Regions from separate parts of the Mus musculus genome. Here all the other regions are linked to region 1. A link is a contact called in public ChIA-PET and HiChIP or PLAC-seq data. All regions are on one chromosome and are shown on one strand. The core of a region is the stretch at or near the end of the contact, and the rest is flanking DNA. Distances in the headings are between cores, read along the strand shown. Region 1 holds the start of Vps29 (VPS29 retromer complex component). Region 2 holds the start of Bcl7a (B cell CLL/lymphoma 7A). Region 3 holds the start of Mapkapk5 (MAP kinase-activated protein kinase 5). Region 4 holds the start of Atxn2 (ataxin 2). Region 5 holds the start of Sh2b3 (SH2B adaptor protein 3).

Region 1 (3,994 bases), core at 821-3,320:
CCTCCCTGGCACTGGGAATATAGGCCTGTGCCATCACACCTGGTTTGTTTTGTGTTGTTGTCGTTGTTTTTCGTTTGTCTGTTTGTGTTTCTTGACCCGTAGGGGAGGGTTTGAGACAGAGTTTCTCTGTGTGGCTTTGGCGTCCTGGAACTTACTCTGTGGACCAGGTTGGCCTTAAACTCAAAGAAACCCCACTGCCTCTTCCTCCCAAGTGCTGGGATTTGAGGCACACCTGGCTTTTTTTTTTTTTGGTTTGGTTTTCGACACAGCAGGCCTTTTAACTTACACCTTTCTCGGATGGGTCTAGCCACAGCTCATCGCTCACTCGTGATAGCGTTTGTACTGCTTTCCCAAATACTATGGAGGAAAAGAAAGGTGCGTTCACATTCTTCCCAAGCAGTGAAGACAAACCACAAGACTACTCTTGTATGCACAGGACTCAAGTGAAAACCAGAAAGGACGGTGGGATCCACTGAACAACTTAGTCATGCCTGTCAAATGCAAGTGATTCTTCTGTTGCGTGTTAGCGCCCTGTGGGTCAGACTGCCTGAGATGGAAATAGGGGATTTTAGTTTTACAGAGACAAGACTACTCCTCAATCAAAACACTAGTTATCCAAAATTGTTGGCAAACTTCATCCTTCCGAAACTTCAAGGCCTTTTCCGACTAACCCATTTCATCCTGGCTCTACTAATTGCTCTACGCTTGATCTTGGGCTAAAGGCTGGAAACTAAGTGGTTAGCACTTGCATCCATTCATGGGCTATCCATACGACAACAGCATTGAGCATCTTGGCTTCCAACATGCTAGGCTAGGTTAACATGTTGTTAGACTATAACGATCTCAACTTTGATGCTGTGTCAAGCCTTAGCAAAGTGCATCACTATGAGAGGAGGCACCATGACAGGAATTCACCACACGGTGTCCTAATTGTATGTGATGCCACAGAGCTGGAAACAGTGGTTTGAAATCCTTTTTTCCTGAATATGTCCGAACAATTTCCCGTTAAGTGATTACACTGAACTTTTTGGTCAAGATACACCTGGGAGTTAAACTACTCAGCCGATCCACACAGCGTTTTATAGACTAATTTACATTAGGAAATGCCGTATACCCTTACCTACATACACAGTAAGACTTCAATAAATATGCATCGACATAAAATTCAACATTATTTCTCCTGCAAGCCAATTTCCGTGCTAATGCTCTCATTCATTTTGAGTTCTCCCAACCTCTGAAGGGGGATGGTACACTGGCCCTTCTTTGGTCTGTCTACACACAAACCCGGTCCCCAGCCCAAGCATCCCACCCCCCTTATAAGGCTATGTATTATACAGTTCTCCACACAGTCTTTCTAATTTCTGATCTCACTACATGGACTTTTTATTTAGCCCATGCTTCTAACAACCTCTATCAACGAAGGGGCTAATATTAGTCTCATTTTTCGACTGAGGGACAGAGAGGATTGTTCGAGATTATATATTAAAACAAAAACAAAACCCAACAACAATAAAAAAAATGTCTCCGGCAGAATGTCGAATAAAGCAGCAGGTTGGTTTTCCCACAGCTCAAAAATACTTTTGCTGGTCAAGTATTATTTCCCCCCTTGAATTCTCTCCACATCAGCCCTCCTCAATCCGAGTTTAAGGCCCAATGGCACAATTCTTTTCTCGGTCACCGAATTAAACCCTGGACATAAATCAAATGGAACGGGGCTGGCATGCTCTTCGAAGCCCAGCATGGCCCTCGCGAGGCGCGCTATGGCAGCTTCAGTCGTGGCGAAGAATGGCGGAGGAGGCCGAAGAAGACGATGGATAAACCCTGCACGAGGCGTTAGACTTTTCCCTCTTCTAAGTAGCAAAGCAAGAATGGCCGCTCCACCTTTCACCTGGCCGCCCGTCATCCCGCACTTCAGCATGGCTACGGGCAGAGCAGGCATGGAGGGCGCAAGCGCGCCAGCCGCGGGTGCCCGGATGTTGCCCCCGCACTTTCCGCGAGCTCAGCCTTTCCTTTGCCCCGCCCACGAGCGATTTCTTGCAGCGCCGGGTTTTTTTTTTTTTTCCCTTGACGGGAAATGACCCTTACGGGCCCCCGTAAGACAGGCTCTTGCCAACTTCGCGTCTCATTGGTGGCGGAAGAAGTGGGCGGGTCGACCGAGGAGCCTGAGGAAGAGGGCGGCGGCGTTCGTGGTGATTGAACGGAGCCCTGGTGACAGGATGGTGAGCCCCACGGCGGCTGCTACCCGGGTGGGGCCGGGATGCTGCGGCGTCCGGTTGAGGGAGTGGGGTGGGGGCGCGAGGAGGATCCGGGTGGCCGCGGAGTTGGAACGGGAGGACCGCGGCTGGTTGAGGGTGCGGCTCGGCCTGATGTCGCCCCCTCGCCCCAGCGGCCAGAGGGCGTGCGAGGCGGACCCGGCGGCCGGACCCGGTCACGAGATCGGCTCCGGCAGTCGGTGTGACCGCACGTCTCTTCCCTCCTGGTCCTTCCCGGCTTGCTGGGGGTAGCCGGCCTCGGGGCAGAGCGCGAAGTAGCCGTCGCACTGGCCGCCACTCCGGACGGGGACCCGGAAAGGGGACTGCTCGTCTCCTGTGGCCGCTGCGGCCCCATTGAGCGATGTCGTGGGGATCGTTTGGAGCCTGCGGAGATGCGCGGGGTTGTTCGGAGAGCCTTAGCTTACCCAGTCTGCATCAGACCTTTAGGCCCGTCCCCCCCAATAGATTGCTGTCCCTACGACTTTTCTGTGCAGACACGTCCTTGTAATCCGATTTTCGAAGGCACTCTTTGCTCTCTAAAGTTGGGGGGGGGGACTGCTGTTTGTCCTGATGAAGGTTAAAGTGAAGGCACCTCACTGGCTGCTGGGCACGCGTTGCGTTTTTCACAGATTATCCTTGTGCAGACAACCTTTTAAAAAGGTGGCCTAGCAAACACAGAAGTGGATGCTCACAGTCAGCTAATGGATGGATCACAGGGCTCCCAATGGAGGAGCTAGAGAAAGTATCCAAGGAGCTAAAGGGATCTGCAACCCTATAGGTGGAACAACATTATGAACTAACCAGTACCCCGGAGCTCTTGACTCTAGCTGCATATGTATCAAAAGATGGCCTAGTCGGCCATCACTGGAAAGAGAGGCCCATTGGACATGCAAACTTTATATGCCCCAGTACAGGGGAACGCTAGGGCCAAAAAGGGGGAGTGGGTGGGTATGGGAGTGGGGGTGGGTGGCTACGGGGGCCTTTTGGTATAGCATTGGAAATGTAAATGAGATAAATACCTAATAAAAAATGGAAAAGAAAAAAAAAAAGGTGGCTTTATAAGCCGTTCCAAAGGTATATGCTTAAATTCACTGGATTTTGGCATCTAAAAGAGAATTATTTTGCTTTAGACTCCAGTTTAAAGTAGACTAGTTCTTTGATGGCAATTTGGAGACACTTGCAAGGAAGAAGAATTTGCTGGAATGATTGCATATTCATGTCTCTGAAGTCGTTTTGAGGGGTGAACGCTTATGTTTAAGGGCAGTTGCTATGCTGGGCATCACGTTTCTTTTAAATTTTTATTTTGAATTTTTGTGTATGTGTCTCTACATGAGTTTATGTGCACCAAACAAGTTCAGGAGCTACTGGAGACCAGAGGGCTTCGGATCCCCCGGAACTGGAGTTACAGGGAGTTGTGAGGTGCCACGCGGGTACTGGGAACCAAATCCGGGTCCTTCAAAGATCAGCAAGTGCTTTTTAATTGCTGAGCCATCTCTTCCATCCTAAGTCAGGTTATAACGATGTAGCCCTACTGGCCTGGAAATCAGAGATCTGCCTGCCTCTGTCTCCTGAGAGTGGGCACTAAAGGAGTGTGCCACCACACAGAGCTTGATCTTGACATTTTTGTCACATGATAAAGTACTCCAGCTAGTAATATCCTCTATAGCACATAACTTACCCTGGAGTGTGATTTTTCAATACTAGAACCTCAAACATAAAATAAATAAATATATATATGTGTG
Region 2 (3,994 bases), core at 707-3,206, 990 kb after region 1:
TATTGGTATTGCTTTTATCAAGGAATAATAATACCACTGAAAAGACATCTGTTCATCAATTGGGATTTGGATTTTTAGTATTCTTACATTTCATTTAGGGTGTGTGTATGTGTGTGTGAGTGTGCGTGTGGTATGTAAACATGTGCTGATCCAAGGACAACTTTCACGGGTTCTGTTTTCCACAGCGTGAGTTCTGAGACCTGAACTCTTGCCTGCAGGCTTGGCAGCAAACACATTTACTAAGACATCTTGCAGACCAGATATTCGGACTTTTGATATATCTTATTTAAATACACACACACACATACATATATACACATATATTCTATGTGGGAATTGTGGTGTAGCACTTGCCTAGCATACACAATTTCTGCACTAAACAAAAATGAATTCCCTGGGGTCCAAGCACATATCTGATGATCAAATACAGAGGGTCAAATGCATGAGACTTCGGATTTATGGCACATTTTTCAATCCATCACAGAACGATTCTTTGACATATTTGTGGGGTGTGTTATTTTGTTTTGAGACAGGGTTTTCTTTTTGTGGCCCTGGCTGTCCTAGAACTCACTACTATGTAGACCAGACTGGCTTTGAGTCTTGAATACATAGAATCGGCCTGCTTCTGCTTCCCAAGTGCTGGGATTAAAGGTGTGTACCACCACTGCCTGGCTCCATTGTTTTGTTGTTGTTGTTGGTTTTTTGCTTTTGTTTGTTTTGGTTTGGGTTGTTTTTTTGTTTTGTTTTGTTTTAAGACAGGGCCTCACTATGTAGTCCTGGAACTACCTACATAAACCAGGTTGGTCTTGAACCACAGATCTCTACCTGCTTCTGCCTGGAATTAAAGGAGTGGGCTACCACATCTGATTGTTGTTCTTATTTTTAAATTTTCGCTTTAGGACCGTGCGTTTAAAGTGGTTAAAAGAAGCCTGGGGGAAATTTCCCCAGATTCTCACACCCATTTCCCCACTAGCTCCCTCTACCAAACCCCTGCAACCCCCCCAGACTTCAGGGGGAGATGCTTGGTACTAGAATCATGGCAGTCACAGATGAAGGTCACTGCTGCAACCTTCAATAACTCCTTGACTCAGTTTGTCCATCTGTGAAATGACTGATGTTGCGCTAGTTCCTCTCCAGGTAGCAGCTCTCTCACTTCAGGTCATCTCTTTTCCCAGCATTCACGTGGACAAGCATTCGCTCTGGTCCAGTCTGTGTAGCCGCAACTGCACACCCACCTGTCCCTATACTGGGTGACCGCGGTAGATCCTGTCACCCAGCTCTGTCCTAGGGTAGGGAGACAGCCTCTCATAAGTCCTTCTGTGTTGGGCCAGTCTAGTTTACCTGCTGCTCCGGGTCATTACACTGCACTTCCACCAGGAGCCGTTTAAGATTAAATTGTCATTTTCGGTCAAACCCCAGGGAGGTTGATCCGTGACTGGGACAACTTATCTCTAAGGGAAAGAAAGCCCAGAGACAATGTCAATTGCCACCGGGTTCGGGCACCTTTCCTACGACTCTAGTTTAAGCATGGGGAGGAGACGTTCTAGCTCGCACATTTTAACAGGGCAGCTGGCCAGAGACCGGCGCCTCAACTCTTTCTAAGATCACCTCGCGTCCCGAACCGCCGCCTCCAACTCTTGAGAACTCAAACGCCCGACAAGAAACTTGCACGATCGCGCCCGCGGCCACCAACCCGAGCCAGAGCACCCACGGCCTGCAGTCTGCCATCCCCAGGGTGTGTGTCTTGGGGGGGGGAGGGGCCCCCCATCGCACCTGCGGCCTCTGGGTGAGTCCTGGCGCGGGCCCGTCCCGCGTGCTGGGAGGTCGGGGTTACCCGGGAGAGCTTTCCCAGAGTGAGGTCCCCGAGGCTCCCCGGGGAGGGCGGCGGCACCCGGAGGCCGCACTGCTGGCGGCCGCGCCGCTCCCCCTCGCTCTGTGCAGCTGCCGCCCCGGCGCTTGCGCACTGGGCCCCGGGCGCGCGGCGGCACCAGGCTTTGTGTGTGCGCGTATGTGTGTGAGTGTGTGTCTGTGCGCGAGTGAGAGAGCGGGCGAGTGTGGCGAGCAGGACCCGGCGGGCGCGCTCCCCCAGCCTCCCTCTCTCTCTCTCTTTCCTCTCTCTCTCCCTCCCCGCCAGAACCATGTCGGGCAGGTCGGTTCGAGCCGAGACCAGGAGCCGGGCCAAAGATGATATCAAGAGGGTCATGGCGGCTATCGAGAAAGTGCGCAAATGGTAAGCCGAGGCGCCTGCTCGCTCTCTCGCTCGCCCCGGCTCGCTGCACCGCGTCGCGGCCGCCAGCAAGCCCGGACCCAGCGCGTAGAGCGGCGGGGCGCAGCGGCCCCGGGCCCGGAGTTGGCGAGGGCGCGCGGCCGGGGTCACCTGCGCCCCGCGGGGGCTGCGTCCGCTGCCCAGGTGTGCTTGGCGCCGGTCACCCACCTGGCGCGGCGGCGGCGAGAGCGGCGGCGGCGGCGGCAGGAGCCCGGAGCTCGGAGCTCGGCTCTCGGGAGAGGGGGGTTCGCAGCCGGCCCCAGAAGCCATTTCGTTTTTTTGTGCAAGTCACATGAAAGCGGCTTCCCGCGCGCCGGGGCCGTGATGCCGGCGGCGGCGGGCAGAGCGCGAGCTCCATTGTGCAGCGCGGAGCGGGCCGCCGTCTCCTCCCGGGGCGGCGCGGCGCCGGTGTCCCCCCCCCCCAACACACACACACACACATACACACACACATCCTACGCCCCGACCCGCCCGCAGCTCCCCGCCTCCCAGGCCTCGGCGCCCTCGAGTCTGCGGAGTTTGCAGAGCGCGAGCCGTTTAAATTTAGCGCTTTGGGCAGCCTGGAGCGAGGGCTCCGGGCGAGGAAGGAAGATGGGGGCGAGCGCTAGGAAGGCGGTGGCGCGGCCGGGGCGCGGAGCACCCACGGCTCCCACGCGCTCCGCGCGGCACCCGAAGCTCGGGGAGCGCGATGTTTGCATCCAGAAGCCAAGTCCTGGGCCGTGTCTTGCCTCCTTCTTGCTGGAGCTGGTGTTTGTTTTGCGGAGAGAACGAGCGACCGTTGTTTTTGTTCTCTGCACTGGGGGAGGAGGAGACCGCGAGATTCGGTGTGGGCCGTGCGTGTTTTTCAAGCTCAAATTAGATCCTGCCCGGCGTGGCCTCGTTATAATTAGTAGGATGGAACATTTTCTCGGCCCTCGTCGGGATCTGACACCGAGGCGGCCCCAGAGGCCAGGCCTGAGGCGCCAGTAGTCCACCACCAGGTTGGGTCAGACTTGTTGAAAACTCCCTGCTCCCTGATTTTAACTTTATTACGGTTTTTTTCCCACGGCTTCATCTGGGTCCGAGAGGGAGAGGAGCAGCTGCGAGGGTGTCCCCAAGTGTCAGCAGCCGCTGGCTGGATCTGTCCTTTATAGGAACTGGCTAGGCTCCACTGCAGGCTGGGTTGTTTTTTTTTTTTTTTTTTTGGGGGGGGGGGTCATTTCTTGAGTAACGCCTCTGTTGTTGTTGTCCTTTTTTTTTTTTTAAACACTACTGGGGACCTGTCTCCGGTTTGATGGTGTCACAAGTTAGCTGTCCTTTCAGAGTGAAACCCAACAAAAAAGGCAACGAGAAAAATCAATAAAGTCCACGTGCTCCCGGGCCTCCTATGGAAAGGGCTGTCTGCGGATGGCCGGATGCCCGCCGTGGGCTGGGTTTGGCTCCAATGGGACAAAGAATTTTCACAACCGTGAGAAGGGGAGGCTTTCCAAAGTTGAGATCCAAGTCCTGGGTGCCGGGGAGCTCCCCGCTGAGCAGGGCGACCAGTGCCCAACTGCAGCCATTTAAAAATGGCAGAAACAGCTGCAGGCCAAAACACAGGAAAACCAGCACCTTGGCCCCTCTCCTGTGGGACTCTCAAGGGAAGGCTGGGGTGGCACCCCTCCCTGGCCTCAGTCCCCGGTGCAAAGAAAGAACTGATAGCAGGGCAAGAGTCCCTTCTGTCTGTCACCCGCCTGGAGGGTAGAAAGG
Region 3 (3,994 bases), core at 404-2,903, 810 kb before region 1:
GGCCTCTTTACTCTTTGTGGCCAAAGACAACCTTGAACTTTTTATTTCATTTTTTTTTTAATGTGTGTCTCCAAAGATGAGAGGGCAACTTGCCAGAGTTGGTGCTCTCCAGCCATGTGGGTCTAAGGATCTTACTCTGGTCACCAGGCTTGGACTGAGGCTCCTCTTCTGAGCCAGATATTAAATCACAGCATTGGCTGGGATCCTCAACTACTGATCCTCCCGCGTGTGTGTGTGTGGGGGGGGGGGTGACCCCTCCCCGTGCCAGTTTCATGCAGTGCAAGGGATCAAACCCAAGGGTTCATGCATGGTGAGTACTCTACCAGCTGGCTATATTCCCAGTCCCATTTGGGGTCGTTTTAGAATACGGGGCGCTTTAAACTCTTCAGAAATAAACTCTTGATTCTTGAGAGTAGACAAGAGAACAGAAGGAAATGAACGCACAGAGAAGGGAAAAGCCAAAGGGCAGGTTTTGGGCAAAGGTAAAGCAACTCCTGAAGTTGAAGGTCTCAAACAGGCTTGGTTCAGAGCCATCAGGAGGGGTCAGAGCCACTGCCAAGTGTCGCAGTGGGTCACCAAGATGCAAATGGACACAGTTGGAGGTGATGGAAACATGAGAGTCCTAAGAAGCCCTCTTATATCCCACTCATATGAAGTATCTCCACACTACTCAACTTCGTTCTAGCTGAGCACAAATTGCATCAACCAAGGAGGCTAGAGGGAATCGGAGACACCACCCTACACAAGCCAACACTCTGGGCCTTCAAATGCGGTCCCCTTCCCCGGGAGGCCGAAAACCGAACTTACTAGATGCTAGGAACTAGAACCTCTACCTCCCATTCAAATTCTCTCTATTTCCCAAGGCCCACGATGAGCGGAATCGCGGTTGTCGACAAAGCAGGGTACGGGTTGCATCTCCCGCTTACCTTGATGGCTTTCTCCATGTCGCTGTCCTCCGACATGCTCCGCTGGGCTCCCACAGCCCGAAGCGGCGGAGGCTGCGCGGCTGTCCCGTCCCCTGGCAGCCGAGGAAGCAAAGGGCTCGGAGCTCGGGGAGACGGGCAGCGCCCGCCCCTAGGGAGCGGAGGGGATGAAGGTCCGGGTGCCGGCTCGGCTTCCGCAGGCGGCTCTAAGCTGGTGGCGGCGGTGGCGGCGGCAGCGGCGGCGGCCCCTGGGGACAAGCCTTTGTGCTGGGCCCCGCGCAGCCGCTTCCCGGCCTCATCCCCGGCCGGGGAGGCAGGCTCCCGGGGCAGGGCGAGGCGGGGAGGGGCCCGGCCTGGAGCGCCGTGCGGGGCTTTGGCGGGGCCGCCGCTTAGGCCTGGGTTCGCCAGCTCCTGAGGAGAAGCCTGCGCCGCCGCCTCCGCCTTCCCCGCCGCCGCCGGCACCAGCACCGTAGCGAAGCCGAAGCCGAGCCCGCCGCCGCTGCCGCCGCCGCCGCCGCCGCCGCCGCCGCCGCTCCCACTGCCGCTCCAGCGCCACACATCGCCGGGACGCCTGCGCCGGGCAGCCCGCCGGCCGCCCGCCCGCGCCTCACCCTCTGCAGCTTCACGCCAGCCATGCTGCCGCGGGGCTCTGCGACCACCCAGCCCCGCGCGCCTCTCGCCGGCATCCGCCGGCCTTTCTGAGGCTTTCCCGAGCCGCGCGGTGGATGTGCAGGCGCCAGCCGGGTCGTCCCCGGGGCGCGCCGCACGCAGCACAGGCCCCCGGGCCTTCCACTGACGTGGCGCTGGGTGAATGACGTAAGACGGCGCGAGGCCTGGCCTGCCGAAAGAGAAGCGGAATGCAGGGAGGGCGCATGCGCGGGAGCCCGCTGCTGAGTGTCTTGTGTTTTGAGCGAAACCTGTGGATGCAGCCAAGGAGTTGGCTGGGAAGTGGGATGGTAACGTGGGACATACAGAAATCTGGCTGTGTGGGAACCAACCGGATCGTGCTCGTCCTGTCAGCTTAGCGGGGTCGGAGATGTTGCTGCCTGCTGCAGCCATCTCAGCATCCCGAGGATGCTAGAAGCGGGAAGGAGGGACAAACGAGTTCTTGGCTTCCATGCGGACGGTTTTAGGACTAGCCAGTTTATGAAGCAGAATTGAAGGTTTGGTTGATTGATTGATTGATTGATTGATTAATTGATTTTTCGAGACAGGGTTTCTCTGTGTAACCCTGGCTGTCCCGGAGCTCACTCTGTAGACCAGGCTGGCCTCGAACTCGGAAATCTGCCTGCCTCTGCCTCCCAAATGCTGGGATTAAAGGCGTGTGTCACCACCGCCCGGCTCTGAAGGTTTTATTAACGATTACTTAAATGGAAGCGTATCCCTGAGAGAGTCATAAGAGACGAGTACACAAAGTATACACAAAGGAGTTTAGTACACGTCCTTTCTGTTAGATTTCTGAGGCAGTTCAAAGGAACAGACAGGGAGCAAAAGAGAGATGGGAGCCTGACCTCTTAACAGTCAGGACTGTGATTACTGGTGCGCACAGCAGGGGGCACAGTCCTCCTCCTGGAAGTTGGACTCCTCTACCAGAGGAAAAAGCTGGCTTCGAGGAGCCTATATAGTAAGGGTGTTAAGAATGCAGAAATATGGGGGGAGAGGCCTCAGGCCACTTCCCATTTCGTTTTATGAAGTTATCTAAATCAATTTAGATATTAAAATCAAAACTTCCAAGTTTTGGCCAGCAGTAGCCTTTGTCCAATGTGCATGGAGGCTAGATTGGGACCAAGAGCTGAGCAAGTTAGTGTCTTGAGGTCTCCCCATAGAGAGCTCTTTTAGATTAGCCTTCAGCCAGGCTAATGGTATGTCCTTTGGAATGGACAGTTTGGAACCCATGGCAGGCGTGCAACCAAGGTAAAAACATGGGTTAAATTGAGTCACCCAGGGGTATCCCTCAGATTTTCGATTAACCAAATGTAATGAGCATATTTAAAAAAAAAAAAAGCCGGTAAACCTGAAAAAAATAGCTTAGTTAGGAACTCCACTACACCCAGTGCTGCACCTGATAACCAGAACCCAGTGACCCAAGATAACCAGACACAGCCCTAGAACCCCATGGCCTCCACTGGACAGTACCTAAACAGAGACAAGAGCAATGCTCTGCACATCTGGAGAGACCTTCATCGGCCCTGCAGCTGGACAGTCTTCCCCAGGATCCTGACCCTTGAATCAGAGGCCACTATTAGAGACTGCACCTGACCTTTTGCTAATATGTCATACAGGTGAGCAGCCTAATACAACATACCTTGCTATACCAACTACCTGTGTCTACATTCTTGCTCACAATAAACATGCTTCAAAAGGAGAGTGAGGGGCTGGAGAGATAGCTCAGAGGTTAAGAGCACTGACTGCTCTTGCAGAGGTCCTGAGTTCAATTCCCAGCAACCACATCATGGCTCACAACCATCTGTAATGGGATCTGATGCCCTCTTCTGGTGTGTCTGAAGATAGCTACAGTGTACTCGTATACATAAAATAAATAAATAAGTTAAAAAAAAAAAAAAAGGAGAGTGAGCAACCCCAGTCTCGCACATTCCCAGGGGTCAAGGTACGGGAAAAAGTACAGGAAAAGTTCCTAGAGCTTTCTGTCAACCAAGTCAAGCAGGCTGTATCAGTCAGGGTTCTCTAGAGTCACAGAACTTAGGGGCAGTCTCTATATAGTAAGGGAATTTGTTGATGACTTACAGTCTGCAGTCCAACCCCCAACAATGGTCAGCAGCAGCTGTGAATGGAAGTCCAAGGATCTAGCAGGTGCTTAGTCCCACAAGGCAAGCAGATGAAGAAGAAAGAGAGCGAGAGAGAATCCTCCTTCTTCCAATATCTTATGCAGGTCTCCAGTAGAAGGGGTGGCCCAGACTAAAGTTGTGTACCACCACACCTGGATCTGGGGCTTGCTTTGTCCCAGATGACCGTGAACTCAGAGACCTTGCCTTAGTCTCCTGGGTTTCATAGCCACTATGCCTCAAGATCTCCATGGCAAGGTCCAGGTCAGAAACTTGTATCTCCCAGCC
Region 4 (3,994 bases), core at 991-3,490, 640 kb before region 1:
AAAAAACCTTTAACATGAACTTACCGGTATTAGTATATATTTTACGAATTCATTTTCAATTTAGGAATCAGGTACTGTTTTTTTTTTTGGGGGGGGGGTTGGTGGTTGGAGACAGGGTTTGTCTGTCTAGCCATGGCTGTCTTGGAACTCACTCTGTAGACTAGGTTGGCCTAGAATTTAGAAATTCACCTGCCTCTGCCTCCCAAGTGCTGGGATTAAAGGCCTGCGCCACCACTGCCGGGCTCAAGTAATGTTTTAAACCCTAGATTTGTTACTTATTTTGGCTTCTTTTGGAAACAGTGTTTCACAGAGCTGGTAAAAATGTACTATGTAGTAGTAGCCAAGGTTGGCCTTGAACTCTTTTCCCTGTGACCTCTATCTCCCGAATGCTGGGATTCAAGGCTTTGCTTTCATGTCAGGCTTCTTCAGGGTCACTTTTTCAAGGACCACCACATCTAGGAAGGCTAACTTTCCCTCTCTCCATGTTCTTGGGAAATAACAATGACCTTTTAGAAAGTGTTCACCAAATATGACAATTTTTATTTGGGCTATGTAGGTTAATTGAATTTCAACTGGACTACTAGTAACTCTTATATACGTTCTAAGTTTTTCTTTTTAATTATTCACAGGTGGACCAGGGGTGTGGAGCTGGAGAGGCAATGCTATACTCCCTATCTAAAACTGACACCCCAGATCCATTTTTCTCTCTTTTTTTTTTAAAGTCATATTTATGGCCAGTCATGGTGAAGCAGGTCTTTGATCTCAGCAGGCAGGTGGATCTATGTGAGTTCCAGAACAGCCAGGGCTGTTACACAGAGAAACCCTGTCTCGGAAAAAACCAAACAAGAACAAAAACCACCACCGACAAGGTCATACTTATATTGCTTATATATGTGTGGCACAATCCAAGGGTGGAGGGCTGGGGACAATTCCAAGCATTTAAGTTTTCTTCTTCCACATGCCAGCTCCAGGGTTGAGAGTTAGGTGGTGAGCTTAGGCAGCCTGGGCCTTTACCTTCTGAGCTATCTGCTAGCTACTTAAAAAAAAAAAAATCCATGTAGACCAACAAGTCTGGAACTCAAGAGATCCAGTTGCCTGTCCAGAGCTGGGATTAAAGGCATGTGCCATAACCAGGGGTAACTCTTCATTGAATTGCCCCTTCTTGAGACTGGGTCTCTTGTAGCTTAGCCTGGCCTAGAATTCCCTCATGAAGGTGAAGATGACCTTGACTGTCTAATCCTCCTTCCATTTCCCAAGTGCTCGTACTACAGGCAAGAACACCATGCCTGCCTTTAATTCACTGGAATGACTTTAATAGGTTGAGGGTTTTTTTTTTTCCCTCGGCCCATCACCTTCTTAAGCAATTTCACTTAGAAAAGAAAGAAAAAAAAAAAAACCAATTTAAACTCATTTGAAAAAAGTTAACCATTTGTTTCCAATTTAATTACAACACCTTAAAAAAAAAAACGGACCAGTGTTTGGTGGCCTTCCCGAGTTAAAGTAAAAGTTTTTAAAAGGGGTCAAGGTCTAAAGTTGACATTCTTGGGAAAGTCTGTTTAGTCTTCACCGAGGGAGACCCCATCACCCAGTTCTACTACCAATCAGGTCCATTTCCCTTCGGGTCCCCTGAAGGAGGAACTAAGAAGTCCGAGCGAGCTAGGGGGAAAAAAAAAAAGAGGGTTCAAATGAAGGTCAGAGACCCAACAGTTCGCCGGGGTGAATAAAGTGGGGCAAAGTGAAGCAGCTGGCGGTGGCTTCTGAGGCGGCAAGCTTCCCCACGCTGGCAGGGCAAGTCGGCACGCAGTGGCACCTGGGGGCCTACTGTGTGCCAGGCCCCGATTGCAGGTCCCCGCCCCGAAGGTGCCCGCAGGCCATCCTCTAAGTTGTGATTTGGTGGGGTGGGGGTGGGGTGAAATCAAGGTCCTCCAAGGGGGTCGAGGACACCCGAGCAGCTCACGGCGCCCGTCCCCGAAGCAGATCCCGAAGTTCAGACCCGCCTTGGCGAGGGCGGATCCCTCCTGGCCCCCTCCACGGCCCTAGTTCGACCCCGGGGAGAGCGAACGCGGCCCAGCGCTGCGCCCCGCTCCTCACGTGTCCCTGATCGGCCCCCCGGGCCGTCTCACGTTCGACTTCCGCCTGACCCTTCCGACTTCCGGTAAAGAGTCCCCCCCCCCACCCCCGACACCTCCCCCGCCCCGGGTCTGTTTCGCATCTCCGCGCCCTCCAGGCCCGCGTCAACCCCGTCCGCGTCCGCCAGCCCGGGTCCCATGCGTTCGTCCACCGCCGCCGCTCAGCGGCCCGCGGCGGGGGACCCCGAGCCGCGCCGCCCGGCGGGCTGGGCCGCGCGGCGCTCGCTCCCGCGGACGGCGCGGCGCGGCGGGCGGGGCGGCGCGGTGGCGTATCCCTCCGCCGGCCCTCCCCCGCGCGGCCCCGGCGCCCCTCCCCGCGGGCCGCGCTCGCCACCCTGCGCCTCAGACTGTTTTGGTAGCAACGGCCACGGCGCGTCCCGGCCCGGCTCCCGGCGGCTGCTCGGTGTCTGCGGGCCTCCCCGCCCCTTCGTCGTTGTCCTGCTGCCTCTGGCCCCCGCGGCCACGCCGGCCCGCGCCTGCCCGCCCGGCGTCCGCGCGTCCCCGCCGCGCTCCGGCGTCTCCTCCTCGGCGCGCCCGGCACCCGGCTGTCCCCGCCCGGCGTGCGAGCCGGTGTATGGGCCGCTCACCATGTCGCTGAAGCCGCAGCCGCAGCCGCCCGCGCCCGCCACTGGCCGCAAGCCCGGCGGCGGCCTGCTCTCGTCGCCCGGCGCCGCGCCGGCCTCGGCCGCGGTGACCTCGGCTTCCGTGGTGCCGGCCCCGGCCGCGCCGGTGGCGTCTTCCTCGGCGGCCGCGGGCGGCGGGCGTCCCGGCCTGGGCAGGTGGGTGTCAGCTCCCCCAGCCCCCTCCGCGCCGGGCCGATCCCGCGCCGCTCGTCCCCTCCCCCGCCTCGCGCCCCGTGACCGGCCGGCTTCGCGATGTGCCGGGGGGCCCGCGGAGGGGCGGGAGGCGCCGGCAGATTCCTTCGGGCTTCTCGGGCCGTGTCCAGCCTCCCGCACCATCGCGTCCCCTCCCCCCAGACGGCCAAGATGGACGGCCCTGGCGGCCCCCTGCCCCTCCCGGGTGTGCCAGGGGCGATTGGTATCCCGCCCCACCCCCTTGCTGCGCCCCCCCCCCCGATAGAAGGGCGGCTGAGCCTGGGTGCGGGTCGCAGGGGGTGGGGGGATCCTCTCCTGAAATGAGCCTCTTTGCCGGGTGGGGAGTCGGGAGGGAGGAGGGGAGATTGAGGCCCAGCCGCCCCAGGTAGGGTCAAGCCGGGTGTCCTGCATATCTATCCCCCGCCCCGCAGACCCTGGGAAGGTGGGCGACGGAGGCGAGGTGGGTGCCAGCGGCCTAACGCACCCATCCCCCTTTAGATCTGGGGCGGCGGGGTTCCCGCAGCGGGCCGTTCTTCCCCTCCCCCCCCCCAACTGGGGAAGGGGTGGGAGTGCCCGGCTCCCTCCAGGCCCGCCTCCCTCCTTCCCCGCAAGGTCCCCTGCGCGCGGGTGGTGGCCGATCCGCATTGCTGTTCCTCGTCCGCGGAGCAGAAGGCGCCTTTGAATAGAGGTGGGCGAGGGCCGGACTCTTGAGGTGGGTTGGCCGCGGGCTCTGGACACGCACCGCATTTTCCCTCCCAACCCCCCCCCCCCCCGGCCCAGTTCCTGCAATTTTTAGGGGTGAGGCGCCGCAACAGAGGAGTTGGTGCGGGTCCGAAGGCAACAACTCCCGAGTGTTGGCTTGCGCCCTGGTCCCCCTCTCCCCTTCCCTGGGCCCGATCTCGTTGGTAGGCTGGGGTGCTGTCCTGTGTGACTGGACTCTGGAGGGTGTGTGCGTGCGGGGGTGGGGAGTGGTGGGGGTGCTTGTCAGTTCGTATTTCACGAACTAAGAAAATGCTTAGTGTTAAAACGGAGAGGCAGATGCCAATAGAC
Region 5 (3,994 bases), core at 784-3,283, 520 kb before region 1:
GCTTCAAATGTCTTCTCCTTGTTGGGCTCCTACATAGTGCACAACCACCTAGAGAGGCACAAGACTTGGCTGACACTGGGCAGGTCCCAAGAGATGTCAGGTAACTTGCCCAGGGCCTCACCCCTGAAGCTAGCAGAGTCTGGATTAGTCTCCACACAAGTGCTGCTCCAGGGAGAAATGAGGACTTGAAAGGAAAGACCTCTCGTTTTAGTTTTAACAGTACTATCTGTCCCATCTCCTCGTGCCAGCAGTTAAAACCCTTCCCGCTCTTGATGACTTTTTCATTGCCTCACAGAAGTGCCCACCCAAAGAGTCACAGCAATGGGACATTCAGCAGCTGACTAGCCTCACAATGTGGGCTGGACCCCCAGAGACCTGCTCTGGAAAGGGTGTGATACAGGCCCAGGCAGCCGGAAGGGGCTCCCAAGCACCTTCAGCTCTATCGCAGAAGTGGGAGAAACCAGATGGTGGCCCAACTAGCCTAGACAGCCTGAGGCACACAAGCTGATGGCACAGCCCAGCTACTCAAAGGAAAGGACCGTCACTTCTCTAAGAACATTTTGAACGATGAGGACCAGGCACTGGGTGACATTTGGTGCCAGAGAGTCAGGAAGGAAGAGGAGCAGCAAATGACCTCAACAAAACAGATAACACCCTTGTCATGACTGCCTGCCCTCCTGATCAAGCCATCCTGTGCTCTGGTGGCCCTCACAAGTTAGGTGTCAACTGAGGGAACCCAGGCCAGGAAGGGGTTTGTCATCTGACCCTGCCCAGGGTCCTTCAGAGTTCCCTGCCCACAGACTCGGGAAACCCCAGAGCAGCTATGCTCAGGAGAGAGCCGAGGACGGTCCCAGGGCCAGGGTCAATAAAACTGGACAGTCTGAAAACCAACGGCCTGTAACTGAGGTCTTCTCCCAACGGCCTGTAACTGAGCCCTTCTCCCAGCCGGACGCAGGTGCCTTCCACACAGCATTCATTAAAACTCCACCTCATTGTAACTGCACCACAAATCTCTTCTCACTCACTGAACAGCGGGGAAACTGAGGTCGCGACCCTCATCTTGGAGAGCAGAGGAGAAAGAACACAAGTTCTGCCTCTAGGACCCTCGGTTTCCTCTCTTGTCACTGCCCAGCCCTTGAGATCCCCAAACCACAGCTGCTGCCGCTGCTGCGGGCCAGCCCCTTCCCAGCTGACCACCCATTGGGACTGCACAAGTTCCAGAATGTATTCACCCCTCCTGGCTCAGATGGCGTTTCCTCCCAGAGGAGGCCTGGGGAACAAGGTTCAGAAAGTGTCCTAAGAGCATAAAACTCTTATAACCTCAACTTCCCCCAGCGGGCCCTGGCCTGTCATGGCCTGTCCCACCCCCTTCCCCCATCTCTGGCTGATTTCACCTTTAGGACTCCGCATATCATCCTTGGTTGATCACCGGGGCACTAGTGACACACGTGTCCCCCCCTCCCACCCTCACCGCCAGCACACCCCCCCCCCCGGCAGGGGCCCAAGCACGCTGTGTGCCGGGACAGCTCTCGGTTCCTCCCGCGGCGCCCCGCCAGGCTCCTCTCCGGAGGCCCCAGCTGAAAGCACTGACCTCCGCGCCCACATCACTGCGGTCTGGGATTGGGGAAGAGAAACAGAATGAGGAAACGCCAGAAAACAGAAGCGGGACCCGGGGACGGCCGCCCGGCCCAGTTCCTCCAACACGCTCGGCGGGCCGCGCTTACCGCGCAAGCTGCGGGTCGGGGCCCGGCCGGCCCATGGCGTCGCACGGCCTCTCGGCGCTCAGGCAGGAAACCCCGGCTCGGAAAACGGCCAGCGCCTCATTTCCGCCGCCAGCTCCTGACAGCAGCCGGGGGACGCGGCCTCGGGCCGTCCCCAGGACGCTGCTGCTGCTGCCGCCGCCGATGTGGACCCCGTGTGGCCCGTGACAGTCTGGGCTGGAGAGCGGCCAGGCGGAGGCGACGGCCCGAGCCCATGCCGCCCCACGCCGTTATGTAAAGAGGAACCAGCCGCGAGCCGCGCGCGGCGGCGGAGGGCGGCCTGGGGGCGTGGCCACAGAGAGCCACGCCCCGGGGCCGCCTGCGGAGGCCGGGGGCGGAGCCTATCCCGGCCCCGCCCTCCTCTCGCGCCTCCGCCCGCTGCCCGGTGGGAGGTAGCATAGCGACAAGCTCCGCCCCCATAAGGCGCGCTCTCTGCACCCAAGTTGCGTCGCGCCCCCTAAAGAAGGGAAAAAAAATAATAATAAAATAAAGAATCTCGAAGGGGAGGAGCGTGCTCGGTCCCGCCCCTCTCGCGCTGGCCAGTCACCGCGTGCCTCGGCAAGGCGGGGCCCCTAGAAGGGGTGGGGCGGGGCTAGGCGCGCGATGGGCGTGGCTGCCCCGACCTTCGGGACCTCCTAGGGGCGCGCCCCTGCGGACTCCCTCCAAGCCCAACCTTATCTGAGCTTGCCCGGCCGGGTCTAGCAACTGCGACCGCGGTTTTCATCACCTCCAGGGGAAGGGGCCAGCCCCACCCTGGCCCCACTATCCATGACTCCGCCGAGCCGTCCTGCCTCCGCGGCGCCATCCATTTGAAGTCCGCTCCCCTCCTAAGGTCCTCGGAGTCCCGGAACGGGCCGAGTAGGCTGTTCTCTACCTGGCCGCCCGGCCGCATTCTCTAGCTTGATGAAACTTTCTCCAAGAGCTCCTTCGCATCCCAGGCAGCCGAGCCCTTTGAACGTCCACGCCTGCGCGCCCCTTAGCCCTTTACCTTTTCTCTATCGCCACATTGGCTAACAGTGGGGTGCCCCTGTTCTGAAGTGGAGTCACTCACTGCACGCCAGTCTTCCCCGCGACTCTACGGAGGGAGGGGAAAGAGGAATGCCTGTCCCCTCCCCCTCCCCCAACAGGAAGCAGGCCGCCCACGCCCCCAGCTTGGAGGGGCCACTGCAAGCCTTCCCAGACGACAGGCTCCCACGAGCCGCTGGCTCCCTGGAGCCTTCCCCTTGCTGCGTGGGACCAAATATTTGACCCCCTCCAACTCAGTTTTTTCATCTATGAAATGGAAATAACACGTGTCTCCAGCCCACTCAGGGACTGGAAGAAGTGAGTTGCTCACATTAGAGCAGCCTAACCAACCGGGCTGAATTCAGTCCCCGGGCCTGCTGTTGGAGCCCGAAGAAGGGACTCCCCCGTAGGTGGGGATTTCCACTACAATCGGACGGCAGCAAGCTGGAGCCTGGTAGCAAAATGGCTTGGAAGAAGCCCCCACCCACCCACCCCCAAAAAACGAGCCAAGGCAATGTCTTAGGCACTATAAGGTGTTTGTGGACATCAGTTAGTGATTCCCTCGTGGGGGCGCCACTCTGGTTGGGAGACAGCATCGGTGACAGCTCCGTTGTGGAGTTGTCTTTGGGACACAGGAAGAGAAATCTTTGAGTAATATTTAAGCTGCGATCTCCCACATGATGAGGGGGGAAGGCAATCCCAGTCAATGCAGCGCCAAATGCAGAGGCTCTAAAGTGCCTTGTTAGAAAAGTAGCAATGGCCCCACCTACAACGAAGGAACACGTGCTATTTTAGAGGTCTAGGTGCAGAGTCAGGTTTGGTTTGTTTTTTGTTTGTTTTTCTCAGGGAAGGGAGGGTCCTTCCTGAGGGCACTGGGGAGCTATGAAGAATCGCGAGAAAGAGCAGGCCCAGATGAGCTCTGCCACAGAGGCTGGTGTAGGTGTCCCCATTCGGGGACGCAGCACCTAAGGAGGGCTGCGGTGGAGACTAGCTTGGTTAGCCCGTAGCACGCTCCCTACGACACCTGGGGCGACTGCCGGGTACCTGCAGCCTCGCCGGGGCCAGGAGGCGCGCGCGCGCGGAGCATCAGGTATTGGCAGTCCTTGCCAAATGGTGGCTGCAATCTGCCAGCCGCAAGCACTTTCCCTCTCGTAGCCGACTGCAGCTCTGCTGAGTTAAATGGAGACTTGTGGTTCTTCCTCTTTTTAATCACAGGCCAGCCCTGCCTG

The links. ChIA-PET counts read pairs in DNA pulled down with a chosen protein or histone mark. HiChIP or PLAC-seq counts read pairs in DNA pulled down with a chosen protein or histone mark.
Region 2: a contact with region 1 is called in a FOXA1 HiChIP or PLAC-seq map of pancreatic cancer cells. The contact joins the promoter of Bcl7a here to the promoter of Vps29 in region 1. A contact is called at or near these places in 1 of 39 promoter capture datasets (liver) and 1 of 115 datasets of contacts at active chromatin or transcription factors (pancreatic cancer cells).
Region 3: a contact with region 1 is called in an HNF4G HiChIP or PLAC-seq map of pancreatic cancer cells. The contact joins the promoter of Mapkapk5 here to the promoter of Vps29 in region 1. A contact is called at or near these places in 2 of 115 datasets of contacts at active chromatin or transcription factors (bone marrow-derived macrophages and pancreatic cancer cells) and 1 of 9 other capture datasets (adipose tissue).
Region 4: a contact with region 1 is called in an H3K4me3 HiChIP or PLAC-seq map of embryonic forebrain, with 2.3 times the contacts expected there. The contact joins the promoter of Atxn2 here to the promoter of Vps29 in region 1. A contact is called at or near these places in 2 of 115 datasets of contacts at active chromatin or transcription factors (bone marrow-derived macrophages and embryonic forebrain) and 1 of 9 other capture datasets (embryonic stem cells).
Region 5: an RNA polymerase II ChIA-PET map of memory CD8 T cells shows a contact between it and region 1, with 21 read pairs. The contact joins the promoter of Sh2b3 here to the promoter of Vps29 in region 1. A contact is called at or near these places in 4 of 39 promoter capture datasets (the 3T3-L1 cell line, hippocampal neurons, liver and 1 more) and 4 of 115 datasets of contacts at active chromatin or transcription factors (bone marrow-derived dendritic cells, embryonic hindbrain, memory CD8 T cells and 1 more).

Annotation. Positions count from the first base shown.
Region 1 is chr5:122,352,258-122,356,251 of GRCm38.p6, forward strand. Vps29 (VPS29 retromer complex component) reads left to right here and starts at 2,071. Exons shown (of 4, transcript NM_019780.2): 1 at 2,071-2,219. The coding sequence starts at 2,217. It overlaps Rad9b (RAD9 checkpoint clamp component B), which reads right to left and starts at 1,948. Exons shown (of 13, transcript NM_001382853.1): 1 at 1,882-1,948; 2 at 287-357. The coding sequence starts at 1,918.
Region 2 is chr5:123,342,492-123,346,485 of GRCm38.p6, forward strand. It overlaps Bcl7a (B cell CLL/lymphoma 7A), which reads left to right and starts at 1,957. Exons shown (of 6, transcript NM_029850.3): 1 at 1,957-2,230. The coding sequence starts at 2,139. Gm15860 (predicted gene 15860) reads right to left here and starts at 2,651. Exons shown (of 2, transcript NR_165267.1): 1 at 2,435-2,651.
Region 3 is chr5:121,544,239-121,548,232 of GRCm38.p6, forward strand. Mapkapk5 (MAP kinase-activated protein kinase 5) reads right to left here and starts at 1,654. Exons shown (of 14, transcript NM_010765.2): 1 at 927-1,654. The coding sequence starts at 962.
Region 4 is chr5:121,709,369-121,713,362 of GRCm38.p6, forward strand. It overlaps Atxn2 (ataxin 2), which reads left to right and starts at 2,241. Exons shown (of 25, transcript NM_009125.2): 1 at 2,241-2,908. The coding sequence starts at 2,268.
Region 5 is chr5:121,834,826-121,838,819 of GRCm38.p6, forward strand. Sh2b3 (SH2B adaptor protein 3) reads right to left here and starts at 2,034. Exons shown (of 8, transcript NM_008507.4): 1 at 1,725-2,034. Gm32422 (a long non-coding RNA gene) reads left to right here and starts at 3,336. Exons shown (of 2, transcript XR_387683.2): 1 at 3,336-3,855; 2 at 3,981-3,994.